Regions from separate parts of the Mus musculus genome. Here regions 1, 2 and 4 are each linked to region 3. The links are chromatin contacts, called in public Hi-C and HiChIP or PLAC-seq maps. All regions are on one chromosome and are shown on one strand. The core of a region is the stretch at or near the end of the contact, and the rest is flanking DNA. Distances in the headings are between cores, read along the strand shown.

Region 1 (2,700 bases), core at 144-2,643, 470 kb after region 3:
AATTTGCTAGTTTTTAACCCTTTACAGGATATACATTAGCCCAATCTTGACTCTCAGGTCATTATACTCAGAGTGAAACTTATACCTTCATATCTATATCTTTATATCAGCTATGCCCATATCATATCTGTCTGTCTGTCTGCATGTCTGTCTGTCTGTCTGTCTGTCTCTTCCTATTGGTTCTTTTCTCTGGTCAACACTCACTAATACAAAGGTACTCTGGTTGCTAAGTTTTCAACTTGGTCATGATGGTTGTTGTTTATGTACAGGGTCATACCCCCAGTCCAACCCTACAAAAGCCTGGGAATTAGAAGTATATAGATATTCAGTGAACACTAAATAAAGGGAAATATAAGTACACTAATAAGAAGAATGAAAATCCTAAGGAACAGCAGGCTAGGAAGCAACCCCCAGACCTGCCCTCCCCACCATGCCATTACTGGGTGATCTAGAATTGACTTTAATCTCACTTCATAAACAGTACTTTTCCTAATTATAAAGCGATGCATGTGAACATTTACGGGAAAAAGAATAAGAAGGAAACTTGAAACGTCATATGTATAATCCCACAGACCCCTGACATAATTACAGCATGTTTATTCACTTTCTCTTGTACCTTCAATTTCATGTTTTAGAATTAGACAATTTTTATGCCCCTCGCCTATGAACTCTGTAGCAAAGCTCTTTTAACTCTTCCTTCCTCATAAGACTCAGGGGACGCAGGATCCTCCTGGTGGGAGGAACAGAGAGGAGGAGGTCACTGTCTACAAGACCCGGTGTTGTTGGGCCATGCTTGGCAGAACAGAGCTCTGGGCTACAGTTAATGACGCATTCAGGGGGAGGGCCATCTGCTAATAAAAAAGAAATGCACACACACACTGAGGCTTTTCAGGGGACTATGGGACATGAAAAACAGTGTGATCTGTAGAGAACCAAGGTGACCAAGACTGTGACAAAGTTCAGCAGAGTCGCATAAGCCTGCCACAGCCTAACCAATAAGATGCCCCCAGAAGGTAATGCCAGGGATTAGGAGGTCTTCCACACAAAGGAGGTGCTTTCAGGCTCAGTGGGCTGATGTGTCTGCCGGATGGCATATGCTTTCGTTATTCCAGGAAATGAAAATGGACTTTTGGTGAAAGACCAACAAAAATCTTTGTAAGAATAAAGACAGGATAGTGAATACAAAGGCTTGGAGTTGGGGGAGGGAAACGGGGAGCTTGAGGAAGGGACTGTTTAATGTTTGTTGAGCAAAATTAAACTCTTTAAACCTGTGCCAAGCTAATTTAGTAATAGGAGGCTTTGTGCTTGTAACTCACGTAATCTCTATGGTGTCTGTACTTTGAGATTCCTCGCACTGTCGCATGAACAGTTTGTGCACCTGAATTGATCGCATGCTCTTGTTCAGTGGCTGCAGGGTGGAAGGGTGTGACTGGGGGAGAGAATGGGGAAAGGTCAGAAGTCCACGGAGCAGCCTGCTTGAAAAACACGTCCGCACTGAGAGAGGCAATGAAGGTTGGCTGGTGCTTCCTGCTAGAAGGTTGTTCCAAAGGACTTCATCTTACCGCACCCCTCCCATCTGCTGAAGTTGCCCCTGCTCTGAGGACATGGCTTTATCTTGCTTCGAGTGGCTTCTCAAAGCACACTGGAGTGTCACGTGTAGGATTACATTTTTTTTTTCTGAAGCAGCAGAGGACAAGTGTGGTCCTGCCACCACTGTGAAACTTCAGATGGTCTCCAGACACTCAACTTACTACAGCTATCAGGAGGAGACAATAGGATTCCAAAGGAATTACAGTCTTTACTGCAAATCTGGACAAGAAGAGAGATAACACCATCTTGTCCATTTAAACTTAAGCAGGCTGAACTCTAAACACAAGGAGAGAATCGAGGTAGGGAAACTTAGCTCCATGGGACCTAGCGAGTAACAGAAGCAAACAAGCTGAGGCAAAGTCATCAGACGTTAAATATGTCGACGTTTAATGCAGGAAGCTGGCTGTAGTGGTACACATCTCTAATCCCAGCACTCATCAGGCAGAGGCAGATGGATCTCTGTGAGTTTGAGGCCAGCCTGGTCTACAGAGTGAGTTCTAGGACAGCCAGATCTACATAGTGAGACCCTGTCTCAATCAATCAATCAATCAATCAATCAATCAATCAATTTTAATGTGTCAGGCTAGTCAGAAACAATAGGTGGCTATAACCATGTAGTCGAGCTGATTCTTTGCCAGTCACTGTCCTATCTATTCTGTCTTCTACACCCCAGTGCCCCTGAAATCCTAATAAGGTAATAAAAATATATGTGTATTCCTATGGATAATTAAGCATTGTGCTGTATAGTCTTCTTGCTTAGATTCTCTTTATCCTGTACTTTGTGTGTTGTGTATGCATATATATATATTTGATATATGATATAAATATATGTAAAGTATCTTTAAGAGTCAGTTTGTTTGTTATAAAAGAAATCAGCATTAATCTGGCCAAACTCTTTGCGTCTATGTTGCGGAATATCTCCGCTCTTGCCACACAATACGTGTCCCATTGGAACACACTGCCTGTACTCATCCTCTGAGTTTATTTCAAATAATGCTTACTTGCTTTTAGTAAGTCATAACACACAATTAAGTGCTCATCACTGCTTAACGAAAGAGTCATCTTTTCCATTTCACCAGATCCTGCCCAGCTTCTAGCTTGATCTGCTCA
Region 2 (2,700 bases), core at 172-2,671, 340 kb before region 3:
GATGCATCGGTGTGAACTTCTCTAAGGGAGTTCAGGATATACCAAAGTGTAAGTATTGGCTGCGCAAGGGACAGCCACTGTTAATTAGCTTAGCACAAACCAGAGGGGCCATTTTGGTGGCTCTCAAAATACACCTCAAAAGGCTACTGAACCCCCCTCAGTTTTTTTCTTTGATTAGTGAGATTAAAGGGTGGCTCTGAAGGTGTCTTTGACAGTGTTATAATCTAATGAGATAAAACCAGAAGCCAGTAGGTTTGTGCAAGGGTTCTGGTACAAGTCCTTTACCAATAAACCAGTTTCCTGGTGGAATTCCTAGAAAACTCTAGGTTTGAGGCGAAAGGGGCAGGGGTTCAGTAGTTCTCCCCGTGCTGGGATTCTTGCTTCTCTTGCCGGCAAGAGGCTTCAGTCAGATTCCGGGGTGAAGGGCTCCTCCTTTCATGCTCCCAGCAGTTTCCCTGTCCTAGTCTGCCTCCCAACCACAGCCTGAATGATCAAAACAAACAAAGCACAGGAGCACACATCCGTCCATGGGGATGGAACAGGGAAAGCAGGAGCAGCCTTCTCGACTTCCACGGAGGCGACAGCTTTCAAAGCAGTGACTCTCCCTTACCATCCCGATCTTGGTGTTTGAGAATATTGGAGAGGTATGTTGCAGAACTGAGATTTCAGATGGACTGGGGATCCCTTCTTAATTTTCTCACTTGTAATTATGGAGCACAGGTTCTTGCTACACAGAACTTCAGCAAACATCAAGGTACTGGGAGCTGGGTACCAGACCCAGAAGTTAAAGATGCTTTCATAATCCACCTCTGCCAGGAATTCTTCGCATTGAAATTTTTTCACAACCAAGGGGGCATATGCACACAAACCATAAATAAGTCAAAAAATTAATTTTATTGAATCAAGGCATTCATTCAGTACTTAACACAGATTGCAAGAGAACCTCAACACGTAGGGCTGCAAGGGAGAGGGGGAGCAGTTTACATTTTTAATGTAAAATAAAAACCCTAATTGCTACAGATAGTTTATAAAATTTGTAAAATTCCCCAAACAAGGTCTAGCCAACTTTATTGTTTAGTGATTTTTTCCCCCTTACTTAAAGAATGAAAAGCTAGATGATGTGTGTATTACTGGTTATAACTAATAAATCAGCTTGGAAAAATTGTAAGACAGAAGCATAAATACAATATAAAAAGGCGAGATTTTTAAAATCGTATTATAAGAATATTAACAATAAGTGGAAAAGATACATTAGAGCCAGCGTGGTGTTACACTAGTTTGAAACAGAACTGAAAGACAGACCAAAACCAATGCACGCGGAGGGAAACGGCCTGATTTCAGGAAGTGTGTCCAGTCAGACAACCGCAGAGAAGGGCTGTCGGTGGCTGCGTGGTCCCCTCTGTTACTCAGCCATGCGTCCCAGGCAGAGTGCCCAGCTCAGCAGTTAGGCTTTCTCTAAGGACTTGTAGTACTCTACCAGCACAGTCCAGGCCTTGGGGGCCATGAAGCCCTCTGGAGGTTTCTGGCCTTCGCGTGCCAGCTTGCGCATCCTCGTTCCTGAAATAAACTCGAAGTCTTCGTGGCTGAAAGAGAAAAAGGCCAGTTACTTCACTATTTTACAAAGCTAACAGGAAACCACAAGGGGAATTTGTCCCTTCAGTTCATGTTGGGTGACTAGACCAGTGAGAAAAAGCATCGCTTAGGTCTAATGTGTCACTGAGCTAAACCACCGCACAATTCTTCAGCTTTAGAGCTAGGAAAAACGGACAAACAGAAACTGAAATTATTGAGATCAATTAATGTTTTACAACATCCTTCCCAGCAGGGACATCCTGCGCAGCATGGCGGGCGCACTATTTGTCACAGAGAGGAAATGGACGGAAAGGAGCAGCCATGACTCTCAGGCCTACCTGGCTGCCCTTCTCTCTTCTTTTCTCTTAGGTTCAGAGAATTGCCACTGCACAGTCACAGGGCAGGTCCCAAGCCTGCTGGGAACCTCTGGTGCCCTTTCCTGGTCACACCCTATCTTCCTGTCTTGCTCACCTCTTCCCTCGCCCCTGGGAATGCTAAATTAGAATTAGCATTTCTTCTAAGATTTATGTATTTAATGTACAGTGTGAGCACCTGAGTACATCTGCATGCACCACATACACACTGTGCCTGCCAAGGCCTGAAGATAACACTGCAGCCCGAGAATCAGAGCTGCAGGTGGTTGCTATGGCTGATGGGAACAAACTCAGGCCCTCTGGAAGAGCAGCCAGTGCTCAGAACCACTGAGCCATCTCTCCAGCCCTGGATTCATTTACTATCTATTCTTAAGAAACACAAGGTGGAATCTGCCTAGTGCAGAGGTAACATTTTAGAAAGCTATAATCTGAAAGTCTGAATGCCTCTGGGATACGGCGCAACACACACGGTAACAACCAACACTGTCCCTTCGATGAGGTACCAAAGGGAAAATAGACATCCTTGTCTTTTAAAACACATGAAAGCCTTTTAGGCCATAAACACGGAGCATCTACAGTTACAGCACGTGCTGCTCACCTATAATTTACCTGCTTCCGTCAAACATGGAACCAACTTAGAAAGCTGGTTAGGTCCAGAGAGAGCTCCAGGTCTCTTTCATTACCACCTCTTAAGTCATCTAGTGCCTGCTCCGATTAGAATATTACCACAGGCATCGAATAAAATATCTAAGAT
Region 3 (2,700 bases), core at 115-2,614:
AGTCTGGGTGTTTGGTGGCAGGGAAGAGGCAGAAGATAAGACAAATGGGTCGGATAGATTCCTGCTGTGCCATGAAAAAGGGGGACTAAACAGCTTAAGATAATTTGTGAATTGAGCTCACCCGATAGTAGTGGGTTAGAGAATGGCATAAAGAGAAGGAAATGCCGTATTGGAGACTGCATCTGCCAACAAGCAGCTGGAAAGTGTATGTGTGCTCTGGGGAGAGTACAGTACTCCTGTGATCGCACCCAACAGTGGAAGCGTAAACAGGGGGCTTCCAATTAAGGCTGGACTGTGAGTTACAGGAGCGGCCAGTTGCAAGACAGTAACAAGATAATAATGAACATCTTAATGTCTTATACTCGGAAATCTTGTTTAAAGTCACACAAGAAAAGGAATCTGATAAGGGTTAATTACTGGAAATGTGACAGGGGCTTTTGTAGTTTGTGGAGGGGAGAAGGAAGAATGTATTTGTGTACTTTACTAACTACGGCAAAAGCAGTAGAGAACAGTAGATATTTTTTAAAAACCCACATAATAGGAAAAGAAGTCACCACCCTTCAAGCTTTGGTCATATTTATAACGCACCATAGTGTTCAAATTCTGTGTGGTGTGTGCGTGTGTTTGTTGGGAGGGAGTGATCTAACACAGGAACCAAACGTGGATCACAGGTGAAGCACTTCCCTACCACAAGCATGGGCTAGAATTTGACCCCCTCCCCCAGCATGGTAGTATATGTCTTTAATATGTGAATTCTGGAGGCAGATGTAGGTGGATCTCTGAATTGGTAGCCAAACTGGTCTACATAAGGAGTTCTAGGCTATCAAGATTCAAATAAAAGTAGAAAATAGAAATAAGAATAGAAAAATTAAAATAGAAAAAAAAGGGGGGGGGGCATCGACAATTCTAGGGAGAGTCTAACCGAGAGAAACCACAACATCTGGCCTGTAAATGACAGGAAGGTAAAGCACTCTGGAGCCATCCCCAGATGTTGGAATATCCACACATCACATTGTTGGATACTAGCTCAGCATTTCAGGTCTTGTCTAAGGCTAATTAATAAAGCAGTCACCCAGCCCGGGTTCTCTGAGTGTTTTGATATAGTCAGGCCATATGCAGAAACCCACAGAAAGCTCACACCCCCTGGAGGAGCCTGCTGCTGCTAGTGCACTAAACTGGCAAAACAAACAAACAAACAAACAAACAAACAAACAAAACCCCACTCAGGACAGCTCAGCTGTGCTGCGAGAGACCACTCGTCACCACCAGCCGTCCCGTAGGACGTCCCGCCCCCACCTTATGCAGGAGCAGCTGACTGGAGGATCCCGAGAGGGGCACGCGGCGCAGCCAATCGGAAGGGCGTGCCTTGCCCTGCCTCGCGGTTGACCTTGAGTCATGTAGCCGGCTACTGTCGCGGTGCCGGCGCGTCTGCAGCGGAGCTAGATGCAGGCGGTACCTGGGACATGTCCTCGCTCGGGGACCAGCGTCCCGCGGCAGGGGAGCAGCCGGGAGCTAGACTGCACGTGCGGGCGACAGGAGGCGCGCTGCTACTTTGCCTGCTGGCGGTGCTGCTAGGCTGGGTTTGGCTGCGGCGGCAACGCGCCTGCGGCATCCCTCCGGGGCCCAAGCCTCGGCCACTCGTGGGTAACTTCGGGCACTTGCTGGTGCCGCGCTTTCTACGACCGCAGTTCTGGCTGGGCTCGGGCAGCCAGACGGACACGGTGGGCCAGCATGTGTACCTGGCCAGGATGGCCCGTGTCTATGGCAACATCTTCAGCTTCTTCATCGGCCACCGTCTGGTGGTGGTCCTCAGCGACTTCCACAGCGTGCGCGAGGCGCTAGTGCAGCAGGCTGAAGTGTTCAGTGACCGCCCGCGGATGCCGCTCATCTCCATCATGACCAAGGAGAAGGGTGAGCGCGCCGCGGGCTCAGGATCCCCAGGCGGCAGGACCTGCGTCATGACCAGCATAGGGGATAGAGGACGGAGGCGTGGCTTTCTAGTGTGCGATTAAAGTGGGAGACACACTGGAAAGTGAGGGAGGTGTGGGCACCAAACTGTAAAATAAGGACCACCCACCCCGGAAGCCTTCCTTTGTCCCAAGTGAGGCCTTCTCACGCATAGGTCTGATCTCAACGTTTCTAAACATTGGCTGTGTTAGGAAAAGGGGGAGGGGGATTCATTTCACCGAGTATCATTCAGTTGCAAAAGTATAAGAAGATATTTTTTTCCCCCTTAGGAATGGCCAGAATCCAAGCTAGGAGACTGGTGAACCGGATGTGTTCATAGCCTCTAATATTTTGGCAAAGAATGTGGCTGCTCCCCGCGGGTGACTAAAGAACTTGCCTGAGGTTAAATTTAAGAGAAAGTGACTAATTTTTTTGAGAGAATATTTCAAGATAGCCAGTCTGTTCCCAGAGCCCGTGTATATCTCCCTCGGCAGACACAGGGTCTCGATCTCCTATTCTCCAGCCACCTGTCAATCCTGTGTTCTGTCTTCAGACACTGAAGTACAAGACTGAATCCATTGTGGGTGGCATATATATGCTTCGGTTCAGGAGAGTGGCCCCCTGACTTCATACTTTGATATCCCCTCCCTCACCCCATTTCTAATTTTGCCTTGGAAACTCCCCATGTAAGGCCTCAGAAAGCTCTGGAATTGGAGGCACCTGTAATGGGGAGGGCAGGTGTGAGCACTGGGC
Region 4 (2,703 bases), core at 156-2,655, 290 kb before region 3:
GGACACATTTTCAAACCAAAAGGAGATGGAAGGTAGCAGGACACTATACGTCAGTTATTCCTATGTTCTTACTGCTACTGTAGTGACAGAAGAAAAGAAGATATGAACATTCTTTACCTAAGAATCTGCGATCTGTGCCCCAATTCTAAATCCACAGCCTGGAGCGGGCTTCCTCACCACACGGTGCCTCTATTCCCCAACCACTTAAAAAAGATCAGACACACGCTCTCTAGGGCTGTTGTGAGAACGAGGTGGCATGGTGTCTGAACTGAGACGCTAGCCTTTACAGGGATACATACTGCCCTAAAGGCTTCCCATAGACTTGTTCATTTGTCCTGAGACCTGCCTATCAAGGCGTGAGAAGCCATCACTGTCTGCCCCTCTACAAATGAGGGCTCTAAGGCTGGAGACATTAGCAAATGCACACTGTACGCCTTCCAGCGCACTTAGCACACCGGTAATAAATGAGATGGTGATGGCGATACTCCCTGTGTCTGTACATGCTAGGGTCTGGCTTTAGCTCCTCACGTCAGTCCATTCGCTCACAGAATTCACAGTAACCTCCAAAGCAGGTACTATTTCTAATGACTAATTTAAAAATGATGCCAGAAATAAAGTCATTTCTCCAAGGCCAAAAAAAAAAAAAAATCAATTGATAGGTGTTAGAGTTGGAACTCCAACTCCAAAATTATCCTTTAGATTTCCCCCATTAAAAACTAAGCTATGAAACTTTACCAAATGCCTTGTTATAATTTATTTTCAAAAATAAATTCTGTTAAGCATTAATAAGTCTAAGGGTTTCTAGTTTATGTAAAATCTTTCAGCGCACTGATAATGTTCTTCACAAAAAAGCTTGTCAGCACTTCCGTTTGGCCTGGAAAAGTTCTCTTGATGAGATATGAACAGCTGTAAACCTACTTCTTCAAGCCCTCTTACAGTGCGCGTACAGAGAGCCTCCCTCCTCTGCCATGGCCTTGGAGCTCTTGGCACTTGGAAGATCAGAGTATACGGTGTGGGAAGAAATGCCGTGGGGTGTCCACAAAGCCAGTCTCAGCCCCACCCTGGGAAGAGCCACTCTCCAGTTGCTTGTTTTGCCATTTCTTTGCTGTATTACACGGTGGAAGGGTTGGGGAGGGCACCTGGGGCGGGGGGTTACTGAAACTCTCCCTTCTCCCACATTTATTGGTGGATAGCTGTCAACAATCTAGAGAGGTCAGAAGAGAGGCACTTAGTAAGCGTCCTTCCAACTCCATCTGATACAATGCGTATCTAATAAGTATTCTAATTTCTAGCTGGTTTCCTCTGCCAAGATGCAGCTCCCAAAAACCAATGACTCACGGCAGTAGGGCCGGCCCACTGCGATGTTCCAAGCCCATGGCTGAAGCTGTTGGAGTAGTACTCTTTCCTCAAATAGGGGCAAGCCCTGTCTCTTCAGAAACACAACGGAGGGTCACCTGACTCTGCTTGCCTGAGCACAGCAAGATCTTGCAAAGGAGCCAGTGTTGCTACAACTAAAAGGCTCCTTCGACCAGACCACATCAGCCCACAGACACACAAATGATCTGTGGAGAAAGCTGCGTGTCTCCAAGGTGACTAGGGAGAGGCAGAGATAACACCAGTGACTCCAAACGATCTCAGAAAGGAATTCAGTCGCAAGCACTGTGCTTCATACATACATACGCGAGTTTAGTCATATGTGCCTTCAAATGTCAACATGGAGGCGATAGTTATGTTTTCAAAATCAAGCCGCCGGAAAATATTTTTATTTTTCGACCGAAGTAATTTTTCATCACATGCATTCAACAAAATTCTTCCCTTTGCAGGTTCATATCTAACGATATTTTAAATGGATTTTAGCCTTACAATGTGGTATATATACATTTCTTCTGGAGGAGAACCAATGCTAAATATAAGATCAAGAGTTTGCTTCTGCTGGAGAGATGGCTCGGTGGGTAAGAGCACTGACTACTCTTCTAAAGGTCCTGAGTTCAAATCCCAGCAACCACGTGGTGGCTCACAACCGTCTGTAATGAGATCTGACGCCCTCTGCTGGTGCGTATGAAGTCAGCGACAGTGTCCTTATGTATAATAATAAATAAATCTTTAAAAACAAAAAAGAGTTTGCTTCCGTTTTCTTCTGAAAAGATGAAGCAAATGCTTCTGGAATGAATACAAACACCATGAGCAAGGGGGAGCACTCCAGGGGAGCACCAAACACCTGCTCCTGAGCACTGGGGAGCACTCCAGGGGAGCACCAAGCACCTGCTCCTGAGCACTGGGGAGCACTCCAGGGGAGCACCAAGCACCTGCTCCTGAGCACTGGGGAGCACTCCAGGGGAGCACCAAGCACCTGCTCCGTGGAGGCGAGCCCTACAAAGTCTGTGTAGAGCCGAGGCAACTACTTAACAGAAGTACAAAGTGAACCTTAAAAGTGCAGACACAGGGCTGGAGAGCCGGCTCGGCGGCTCAGAGCCCTGGCTGCTCTTCCACAGGATCTGGATTCAATCCGCAGCATCCACATGGCGGGTCACAGCCATCTGTAGCTGCAGTTTCAGGGGATCCGATGCCGCCTTCTGGTCTCTGCAGGCACGAGGCACACACATGGTGCACAGACAGAGTTGCAGACAAAACACCCATACACATATTTTTTTTTTTTTATTTTAAATGCAGACACAGCCAGTTTCTACCACATTCTAATCCAAA

The links. A called contact is a pair of places that touch in the nucleus more often than the background predicts. HiChIP or PLAC-seq counts read pairs in DNA pulled down with a chosen protein or histone mark.
Region 1: an H3K4me3 HiChIP or PLAC-seq map of intestinal villus epithelium shows a contact between it and region 3, with 5 read pairs. The contact joins the enhancer-like site here to the promoter of Cyp2u1 in region 3. A contact is called at or near these places in 5 of 39 promoter capture datasets (the 3T3-L1 cell line, embryonic stem cells, liver and 2 more), 2 of 115 datasets of contacts at active chromatin or transcription factors (embryonic hindbrain and intestinal villus epithelium) and 1 of 9 other capture datasets (liver).
Region 2: a contact with region 3 is called in an H3K4me3 HiChIP or PLAC-seq map of bone marrow-derived macrophages, with 3 times the contacts expected there. The contact joins the enhancer-like site here to the promoter of Cyp2u1 in region 3. A contact is called at or near these places in 1 of 39 promoter capture datasets (neural stem cells), 1 of 15 datasets of contacts at CTCF or cohesin (the NIH/3T3 cell line), 2 of 484 Hi-C or Micro-C datasets (nephron progenitors and primitive type A spermatogonia), 4 of 115 datasets of contacts at active chromatin or transcription factors (the NIH/3T3 cell line, bone marrow-derived macrophages, microglia and 1 more) and 2 of 9 other capture datasets (adipose tissue and liver).
Region 4: a Hi-C map of muscle stem cells shows a contact between it and region 3, with 2.4 times the contacts expected there. The contact joins the enhancer-like site here to the promoter of Cyp2u1 in region 3. A contact is called at or near these places in 4 of 39 promoter capture datasets (the SN4741 cell line, embryonic stem cells, hematopoietic stem and progenitor cells and 1 more), 2 of 484 Hi-C or Micro-C datasets (muscle stem cells and palatal mesenchyme), 7 of 115 datasets of contacts at active chromatin or transcription factors (the NIH/3T3 cell line, SST interneurons, bone marrow-derived macrophages and 4 more) and 3 of 9 other capture datasets (embryonic stem cells, liver and pancreatic islet).

Annotation. Positions count from the first base shown.
Region 1 is chr3:130,832,019-130,834,718 of GRCm38.p6, reverse strand. No RefSeq gene overlaps it. Among named protein-coding and RNA genes, the nearest start is that of Gm36520, 18 kb to the left of the region's middle. Within about 2 kb of position 1,393, at least 20 of the 459 cell types and tissues checked have an H3K27ac peak or open chromatin away from gene starts, as enhancers often do. A contact at or near this core is called in intestinal villus epithelium, where this site is marked.
Region 2 is chr3:131,641,847-131,644,546 of GRCm38.p6, reverse strand. Papss1 (3'-phosphoadenosine 5'-phosphosulfate synthase 1) reads right to left here. Exons shown (of 12, transcript NM_011863.2): 12 at 876-1,583. The coding sequence ends at 1,445. Among named protein-coding and RNA genes, the nearest start is that of Gm36917, 56 kb to the right of the region's middle. Within about 2 kb of position 1,421, at least 58 of the 459 cell types and tissues checked have an H3K27ac peak or open chromatin away from gene starts, as enhancers often do. A contact at or near this core is called in bone marrow-derived macrophages and microglia, where this site is marked.
Region 3 is chr3:131,301,891-131,304,590 of GRCm38.p6, reverse strand. It overlaps Cyp2u1 (cytochrome P450, family 2, subfamily u, polypeptide 1), which reads left to right and starts at 1,364. Exons shown (of 5, transcript NM_027816.3): 1 at 1,364-1,911. The coding sequence starts at 1,464.
Region 4 is chr3:131,594,388-131,597,090 of GRCm38.p6, reverse strand. The region is part of intron 5 of Papss1 (3'-phosphoadenosine 5'-phosphosulfate synthase 1); the gene reads right to left. Among named protein-coding and RNA genes, the nearest start is that of Gm36917, 8.2 kb to the right of the region's middle. Within about 2 kb of position 1,405, at least 22 of the 459 cell types and tissues checked have an H3K27ac peak or open chromatin away from gene starts, as enhancers often do. A contact at or near this core is called in muscle stem cells, where this site is marked.